3 separate regions of the Mus musculus genome follow, and regions 2 and 3 are each linked to region 1. Evidence: chromatin contacts called from public HiChIP or PLAC-seq and promoter capture Hi-C data. All regions are on one chromosome and are shown on one strand. The core of a region is the stretch at or near the end of the contact, and the rest is flanking DNA. Distances in the headings are between cores, read along the strand shown. Region 1 holds the start of Dicer1 (dicer 1, ribonuclease type III). Region 2 overlaps Clmn (calmin). Region 3 overlaps Dicer1 (dicer 1, ribonuclease type III).

Region 1 (2,852 bases), core at 129-2,628:
TAGTCCAAATCCATTTTTTTTTTTGAAAGACAGCCGAGGATGTGGTGCACGCCTTTAATCCCAGTGCTTGGGAGGCAGAGGCAGTTGGATCTTTATGAGTTCAAGGCCAATTTGGTGTACAGAGCAAGTTCCAGGACAGCCAGAGCTATACAGAGAAACATTGTGTCGAAAAACAAAACAAAACAAAACAAAACAAAACAAATGGACCATATTGCCTCCAAGTTAAAGGTAAAGAAATCAGAAACATCTGCTAATGGACAAGGAGTTAGTCTTTAAAAAAATATCTTTTTTTTTTCCCGAGACAGGGTTTCTCTGTGTAATAGCCCTGGCTGTCCTGGAATTCACTCTGTAGACCAAGCTGGTCTCGGACCCAGAAATCCGCCTGCCTCTACCTCCCAAGTGTTGGGATTAAAGGCGTGCCCCACCACGCCCGGCGTGGCACACACGTTTAAACCCAAAAATTGAGAGGCAGAGGCAGGCGGAGTTTGAGGACAGCCTGGTCTACATAGTGAGACCTACTTTCGAAATAACAGTAATAAAAAAATTGAAACAAATGACACTAGTATTTATTCAAATAAACAAATCACTTGCACTTATTAAAGATTAGCCTTAATTTGGAGAGGTAACAACCACTACGTGGGACTGTTGGACATAGTTCAGACGGACAGGTAAGCGCTTCCAGTGGCTGAGAGAAGCCCGGGGCTAGAAGCGTCCATCCCTCACCTGGAGTACCAGTCTATTCCGGAGTCTTTTTCCAAGATGCCTACACGGAGGTGGGGGAGGGTCCTACACTAAGATGGTTTTCTTTAAGTCGGTCTCTTTACTCCTCTGATCTCAGCAAGAAGACGCAGCAGAAAGCTCAGCCTTATAAAACCAAGTTTGCACGCCGCGGGCATTTTCTGGTTATTCAAGTTGGTTTTGAGGGCTGCCCAAAGAGATCAGTTCTTTGGACCAAAAGAGCGGTGCAGCGGGGCTTGCGGATGGGGGCGATGTGTGCCATCATCAGGAAGGGAAAGGAGCCGGGAGCTGGGACTGCGTAGCCCCAGCGGCGCGTTCAGGATTCCGGCCGGCCGGCAGGCTGGCTGACTGCGTTGCAGAGCTCGGTCTTCGCATTGGGCCTCCGACGCGGCCTCGGCCCGAGTCTGCTGTCTCCCGGCTTCTGAGTGGCTGGGGGGCCGGGGTTAACCTTTCACCTCCGCGCTCCGTCCAATCACAGGACGGCTTTCATGCGGCCGCGGGGCGAGCGAGCGAGGGGGCGCGGAGCGGCGGCGCGACGCCGGTGGGATTCTCCAAGCCGCTGTGCGCCGTCGCCGCGGGCCGAGCGCGGGCTGCGGGCGAGCAGGGCGCTGCGCAGTCTCCGCAGGCGCGGGCGGGAGGGGTCGGGGCGCGGCGCGGTGCGGCGCGGGCGGCTCCGGGCCCAGGTGAATGGAGTAACCTGACAGCGGGAACGAGACGACGGCGAGCGGCAGGAAATGGCGGCGGCGGCGGCGGCGCCGGGCGGCACCGGGAGGCCTGGGCTGTGACGCGCGCGCCGGAGCGGGGTCCGATGGTTCTGGAAGGCCCGCGGCGCCCAGTGCTGCAGGTGAGGCGGGCTCCCTGCTGGGCCGCTTTGTGTCCGGGCCCGGGGGACGGCGATGCCCGGCCCGCCTCTTGCGCGAGGCCCGCGCGGGCGCCGGGAGCAGGCCGCGACGCCGAGCCCGGGCAGAGAACTGTCCACGCGGGCCTCTCCGCACCCCCGCCTTAGGAGGAGCGGCCTTTGACAGGTCCCGTTCCGCGTTCGAAGCCCGGGAGAAGACAGGAGGTATCCACGCGGGCCGGCGTCTCGGGAGCGACCCGGGCCTGCCAAATGGCGCGGGACCCCTGGATGCCTCCGAGGATCTGGAGGGGGACAAGGCCTCAGCGAGGTGCGGGCTGGAGCCCTGGGAAGGACTGTTGTGTGTTTATTGGCAGGTGACCAAGGCTGGCCCTAGGGGGTGGGTGGCCCAGGCCATGTTTTGTGCCCCTCCCCTTTTAGGTCGTCTGGACCTTGCGAAGAAGGGTCTTTGCTTAAGGGGCTTTCGTTCAGCCAAATCTGTGTGCATCTCCAGCCAGCACACCAAATTGGTGTGGATTGCCTAGCAGAGATGAGCTGCCCTTGTGACTTTGCCTTCAGGACAGAGCCAGTGTCCTGAAGACTTGCCCAAATGGATGACTGGGAGTCTATGATCTGTAATAGTCCTTGCTTTTATGAGTAGACTTGTGATTAAAGGGTTAGTTACCGATATATGATGCCCTAAGTATTATGGTGATCAAGTGTTGAAAGACGTCATCGGGTGAAAGAGACTTACTTGGGAGTTCGCTCCTGAGTTTCTGAATCTTTGATTGTTAGTTTTCTGAGGAACCTCACTGTAAGTCAGTAGGAAAGGATGCAGTTCAAGAGTTAAGCAACTTGAGATATGTTTTTCAAACCTGTTGTAAAGTAGGATCGCTGAGTTGGAAATTCATTGGTATAAACATTTTAAGTTTTCTAGGCAAAAATTTTCATGGTAACCAAGGACCTGAAATGTAACCGAAAGGTGAATACTGGGTGAGGCTTGTAGCAAGCAGTAGTTTGGGTGTTTTTGGAAATATCTTTTTGATATCTTTGGGGACTGAGTTCTGGAATAATCTGTTTCACTTTTCAGGCTACCTGTGAAACATGCAGTGTGTAATATAAACAGTGCACAATATCATGACTGGAGTGTATTTTATAGAACTGTCAGCACCAAGGGCTGCTTTTAGTGATCAATGTAGTAGCCTAAGTTTGTGAATTTACACGTGGCTCCAAAAGATGACTCGGTTGGCTTTAACTGGGTGATAAAAGACCTTGCAAC
Region 2 (2,852 bases), core at 254-2,753, 57 kb before region 1:
GAAGAACAGAAGTATTACAGAGAGAATACTGTATTTGAAGTAAATTTTGGAGAAATATGACCATAGAGACAGAAGACCACAAGTTTGAACGAATCTCTTTGTTTTTAATTATTTCTTTTATTTTTTGAGATTAGTATAATTACATCATTTTTCCTTCCCTTTCCCCCCTCTAAGCCCTCTCATATACCCTACTTGCTTTCTTCAAATGCATAGCCTTTTTCCTCATTGTTGTTGCACACACACACACACAGAGAGAGAGAGAGAGAGAGAGAGAGAGAGAGAGAGAGAGAGAGAGATATTTCCAAATACATAAAATAATTTTCCTACTCTCATGTGCGTTTTTAGGGTTGACCACTTAGCACTGGACAACCAAGTGCTGTGTTCGTCCCTGGGAAAGACTGTGTCTCCCCTCTGGCCCCTTGCGTTCCCCCCTCCCCCGCCTTTCCTTGGGTGTCTGTAGTTCTTTGTGTAGGGTTGAAGCCTTCTGGGCTCCTCTCATCTCCCTGCCCCTGTGCCCACATCCATGTTAGCTTGTCTTTTGTTGTCCTGGTTCTGCTGGTGATGGGCGCAGCTTCTCCCATTCCCAGGAGACACAATGTAACAGTGAACTCCACCATGCTCCCAATCCTCGGGCTCCCACAGCCTTCCTGGCCCCTCATCCCTCCGCAGTGAGCCCTGAGCCTTAGGTGCAGGAGTGTTTTGGAGATGAACCATCACTAGGCTCCACAGCTCTGCATTTTGATTGGTTGTGGTTTTCTGTAATGATCTCCATCCATGGCGAAGAGATGTTTCCTGGGTTAGGGGTGAAGACTGTGCGTATATCTGAAGATATCTGCTTTAACGCCCCGGATGTGTCCCTTTCTCTGAGGCTTCCAGCTCCTCAGCCTGCCTCCCCCTGGGGCCTGAAGAAGAGGGAAATGATCCTTCTTTTTCTTTTTTTCTTTTTTTTCAAAGCCAGAGGCAGAATCGCACCTGAGAATTTGGACCTGTAGCCTTGAGCTGGACAGTGGGGCCTCCCGTCTCCTGCCCCTCCTTTGCCCAATCTTTGGGGTCCTGAGCCTGGTGTTCTCCCTCCACCCCACCCCACCCCACCCCACCCCACCCCACCCTTCCTGGTTTTCCTGCACGCCCCCTGGCCAGGCAGAGCTGGGATGGCAATTTTACAGTGCTGTTATTACTTCCTTGCTGCCCGCGCGGGGCCCCCTCAGCCACTCCATGAGCTGGCCAGACCTCGCCAGGGAAACTGTTTCCTAGACCTTTACAACGTGAGAGGAAAAAAGGGGCCGTTGGATTTATGGAAACTATATAAAGTTTATGGAGTCTTGGCAGGCCAGAAGTAGGAATGCCTGCAGGAAGGGGGGCACATTTTGAAATGGAGACAGCCATGCAAGGGCAACGGTCCTGTGTCGAGACACTAGACAAAATCCCGGAGTTCAGGGTATGCTGTGTAAGCCAGGGGCCAGGGAGCTTGGCCTGATGACAGCAGCTGCCAGGGACGGGAAGGTCTCGGGGTGACCTCATGCACTCCCATAGCAGGCTTCTGGGGCAGGGTGGGGACAGGGCTGTCCTCATTCTGTAGAGCGTGAACTTGCTGAAGGCTGTAGGGTGACATGGAGCAGTTGTGCTGGGCGGGCAGAGGTTCCCTCAGACTCTTCTGTGCGTTGAGCGATGCGTCCTGGTTTTAAGCACTGAGAATATGTTCTTCATACCTACTTCAGTTTGGAACTTGTCTGATATCTGGGATTGTGTCTGACCATCCCCTGCTACCCCTCCTGTAGAAGATGATCTATGCTCAGGTTTGCCCGCAGGTATTAGTGGGGACAGAAGCAAAAGCAACCCCAGGGTTGGTTCTGAGTCAGCAGGGTTTGAATCCGCAACCTTTGCCGTCAGAAGTCCCCTGTGTCACACTTCTCCTGTAGGACCCTAGAAGAGTACCCCGTGAGATACAAAGTCCCCTGTCCCTATCTCTGTCCTCCTGGGCACTTTTAACCCATTATCCCTTTCATTTGTACCTCTCAGTAGCTTTGTTTTCCCCTTCCTACTTGTCTGTGAATTCTTGGAGCGCAGATTCCGTGAATGCTTAATTCTTCCTTGCTGGTTTTGCCCACAGAGCCTGGCATTGCTCCAGTGTCTAGGAATCCTTGTATAAATATCAACGGGGTGTGTGGATGGCTGAGTGGATGGATGGATGGATGGGTAGATGGGTAGGTGAATGGGTGGGTGGGTAGGTGGATGGATAGATGGATGAATAGGTAAGTGGATGCCATGTTGGACAGATGGGTATATGGATAGACAGATGAAGGAATGGTAAAGTCCATGGTAGGAGATACGTGGCTGTTGAATGGTTGGATGAGTTGAGTGTGGTGTGTGGTTGTGGATTGCTGGTTGGATAAGTAGGGCAGTGTAGACCAACAGACACTCACACCCACATTTACACTACCACACTCAGTGAAGCTGTGAGTTCCCTCTCAATCTCCTTACTAAATGCTTTTCCGTCTCATGGGCTATATTTTGCTCTTTCTCTGAGGCCAGCTGGAGAAGCAAGCCTGGGTGTTTGAGTGTGTGTGTGTGTGTGTGTGTGTGTGTGTGTGTGTGTGTGTGTGTAAATACTTTACAATCCCCATAAACTTGTTTAAAGACAGGTGGGGGTGAAAGTATAAACTCTGGCAGCCTTTGGGGAGGGTAGTTTGGAAGTGGCTATTAAAATTTTAAATGTGCCTACCACTAAGACCCAGCAGCCCCACTTTGGGCTGTCAAGGATGAGAAATGCCTCCCAGGCTTGTGCACAAGGCTGTGTGCTGGGTGCTGGTGCAAGGCTGTTCATTGGTCTGTTCCTCCCAATGGTGGCAGAT
Region 3 (2,852 bases), core at 111-2,610, 52 kb after region 1:
TATTGCTGTCTTCCTCTTGGGATGCTCTCACATGTCATGGAAAAGGAAACCAACATTTATGTATATTGGTTCCATGGTAGACAGCTGAGAGGTGTGTTGACTCGTGGTAGTTTCAAACACAGCCTGCTACATTGCAAGGACCGTTTCTCTGTCTCTTTGCACGCTTTCTACCAGACTGTGGCCAGTGCTGATTGTGGGTACCAGATGCTGGCTAAGTAGCATCTGAGTTACATGGAAAGGGCTCCTGAAGTATTCCAGTAAGGTTTTAGAAACAGGGAATGAGATTAATGGTGATAGCTGCTAGTCTCCAAGTGAGAACTAGACAGAAATGTCAGGTTTTAAGTAAATTAGGGTCATGGTAGAGCCATTAGGAAAGGCAAAAGGACTGGAAGGAGGATAGTAAAGCCACCTAGGTGGTGTCCTGCGCAGCAGCTGTTCTTTAGCACCTTTTACTCCAGTGCTGAATGCTATCCACCACACAAAGAGCAATATTTGAGAGTGAGAGGGTTGGTGTCACATTATTGATGCTTAGACTCAAGAGATAACAATTGTTTTGTATGGTGATGGTTCTCACCTTACAACATATTCATCCCTTTTCTCACTGAGAATATCATGACATCTTGAGTTCCATGGTCTTGACAACTGCTCCCAGCCTCACTTGTCATCTTGAATTTCATATTGTCAGTCTGTGATTTAAAACTTTGAAATTGAACTCTTTCTTTGACTTATTTATGAGGAGAGGAGTTTATATACATTAGGTTTTTGTGGATTCCATTTTGGATCAAATATTTGACGTGGAAGGCTGTCTAGTACTTGGAAATCTAGAGTTGTTATTTTAACTGTGTAGTCCTTATAACTGCTGACCATCGTGCAATACAAAAACACTGGCAAAAATGTATTGGCACACTGTATCTCCCAGCCATGGCCATGTATGGGTAAGTGTTTGTGACTCTTTTCTGCCGAAGGTCAGCAACTGTAACCTGTATCGCCTTGGCAAGAAGAAGGGACTGCCCAGCCGCATGGTGGTGTCGATATTCGATCCTCCTGTGAATTGGCTTCCTCCTGGTTATGTGGTAAACCAAGACAAAAGTAACTCAGAGAAGTGGGAAAAGGATGAAATGGTAAGCTCTCAGCATGGAGCTTTTTGTTTGTGTTGACTGAAGAATGTTGTTTTTTGTTGTTTTCTTTCTGCTGTACGTTTGCCATGTAGTAGATATTTCATGTGTTGGCAGGCCGTCTGTGACTTCAGAAATAGTGTTGGTTTTGGTGCAGTGTGATTTCTCTTACCTCCCCTCCCCATTCCAGAGGCATAAACTTCTGTTATGTTTCCACTTAGAAATAAAATCAGAGCCCTCTCAGATTCCTTCCCTCTCATGTTACAGTGTAGCCTTAGCCATTTGCTGGAGTGACTCTGCAGTGACCTGTGATCTCCAGGCTGTGTCTGGAAGAATTCAGTTCAGCACAGACTAGCTTGGGCAGTGCTAGCTTGGAACTATTTCCTCTTGCCAACCTGACGACAGCTCGCCGCCGCTGTATGGGAAGGTTGCAGTGTACTACTATAAAGACTTTAAACCGGGCCACAGACTGGAGAATTCTCTTTAGTAGCTACAGCTTCCTTTGTCTTGTCCTCAAGCCACCAGGGGGCAGCCCGGAGGCCTGGACTCCCAGCTTGTGGCTGGGGGTCAGTTGTCTTGTACTTCTTTGAAGTTCTCATCTGTTCAGGCGTCTCGCTTGCCAGATTTATTTTGTATTGATGACAAATGGGCTCGCATTATTTCATTTTTACTTCAGGCTTTAATGATAATGCCGTTTCTGTTACAGGTTTGTGACTAGTATCTTCCCATGCCTTGTTTCTGACATTTCTGTCTCAATGAGTCCTAAGTGTCTGTAGGTGGTGGGTCTCTGAGGCCTGCTCTGATGTAGGCCTGCTTGCTGAGTTTATTTATAACTCACGTAGGATTTGACTTATCACAGAAATGCAACTTAGCTGGAAAACATTAAGAGCATTTTAATGCAAATTAAGTCTGAGGATGGCATTTGCTATTAATTTATAACACACACACATACACACACTCTCGAATACATGATGCACACACTCACACACACTTAGAAAAGTGAAGAATTTGAACCTTAGAAAAAGTACTTCATTTTTACTAAAAACAGGCCAGCAGGCCTCCTCTTCTGTCTAATATTTGATCCTTTAGGTAGCAGTGACATGCCAGGGCATTCCTGCGTTACATGTTACAGCGTGGACTTGTGTTTTCTGTCCTTTTCTGCTGACTCAGTCCTTCGTTCCTAGCACACACTCTCAGACTTTCATCTGGTGCCGTACACATAATCACTAGGGAGTCCCAGAGTCGGAGTGGTTATGGACGCAAGGTCCTTCCAGTTCCTTCTGCCCCTGGGTCACAGCTCAGTCTCTGAATGCCTCCTAGGAGAGAGAGTGAGAACAGTAGACTGTACTATCAAGAGATACACACACACACACACACACACACACACACACACACACACTTTTCAAATGCCTTTTGTGTTTTGGAGAGCATCTTTGAAGTATAACTCCTTGTGAAAATGAAGAGTCTGCACAGTGCCAGGGATGTAGAAGACAGCGCAGGATCACTGGGTGACAGCACCATGTTACAGGGCATGATTTATGCAGGAACTCTGCAGTTTACAACCTCAGGCTAAATAATGTCAAGTTGGCCCATCTTGTCTTAAGACCTAAATAATAAAGCTGATGTGGTGGCACATGCTTTTCCCATCACTTGGGATACAGAGGTAGGTGGGTCTCAGAGTTCAAGGCCAACCTGGTTTTACATAGTGAGTTCCAGGCCACCCAAGGCTACACAGTT

The links. Promoter capture Hi-C pulls out the DNA fragments that hold promoters and counts their contacts. HiChIP or PLAC-seq counts read pairs in DNA pulled down with a chosen protein or histone mark.
Region 2: an H3K4me3 HiChIP or PLAC-seq map of embryonic limb bud shows a contact between it and region 1, with 2.5 times the contacts expected there. The contact joins the enhancer-like site here to the promoter of Dicer1 in region 1. A contact is called at or near these places in 2 of 39 promoter capture datasets (the C10 cell line and the HPC-7 cell line), 1 of 15 datasets of contacts at CTCF or cohesin (pro-B cells), 11 of 484 Hi-C or Micro-C datasets (the 63-12 cell line, B cells, the HPC-7 cell line and 8 more), 7 of 115 datasets of contacts at active chromatin or transcription factors (the 230-238 cell line, embryonic limb bud, embryonic stem cells and 1 more) and 1 of 9 other capture datasets (embryonic tail).
Region 3: a promoter capture Hi-C map of second pharyngeal arch cranial neural crest shows a contact between it and region 1, with 2.0 times the contacts expected there. The contact joins the enhancer-like site here to the promoter of Dicer1 in region 1. A contact is called at or near these places in 5 of 39 promoter capture datasets (cranial neural crest, embryonic stem cells, frontonasal cranial neural crest and 2 more), 12 of 484 Hi-C or Micro-C datasets (the C10 cell line, the G1E-ER4 cell line, Th1 cells and 5 more), 8 of 115 datasets of contacts at active chromatin or transcription factors (the SCID.adh cell line, T-cell acute lymphoblastic leukemia, embryonic stem cells and 3 more) and 3 of 9 other capture datasets (adipose tissue, liver and pancreatic islet).

Annotation. Positions count from the first base shown.
Region 1 is chr12:104,750,478-104,753,329 of GRCm38.p6, reverse strand. Dicer1 (dicer 1, ribonuclease type III) reads left to right here and starts at 1,378. Exons shown (of 27, transcript NM_148948.2): 1 at 1,378-1,582.
Region 2 is chr12:104,807,297-104,810,148 of GRCm38.p6, reverse strand. All of the region lies in intron 1 of Clmn (calmin), which reads left to right. Among named protein-coding and RNA genes, the nearest start is that of Clmn, 56 kb to the left of the region's middle. Within about 2 kb of position 1,503, at least 15 of the 459 cell types and tissues checked have an H3K27ac peak or open chromatin away from gene starts, as enhancers often do. A contact at or near this core is called in embryonic limb bud, embryonic tail and muscle stem cells, where this site is marked.
Region 3 is chr12:104,698,634-104,701,485 of GRCm38.p6, reverse strand. It overlaps Dicer1 (dicer 1, ribonuclease type III), which reads left to right. Exons shown (of 27, transcript NM_148948.2): 22 at 966-1,121. Among named protein-coding and RNA genes, the nearest start is that of Gm31573, 37 kb to the right of the region's middle. Within about 2 kb of position 1,360, at least 24 of the 459 cell types and tissues checked have an H3K27ac peak or open chromatin away from gene starts, as enhancers often do. A contact at or near this core is called in second pharyngeal arch cranial neural crest, where this site is marked.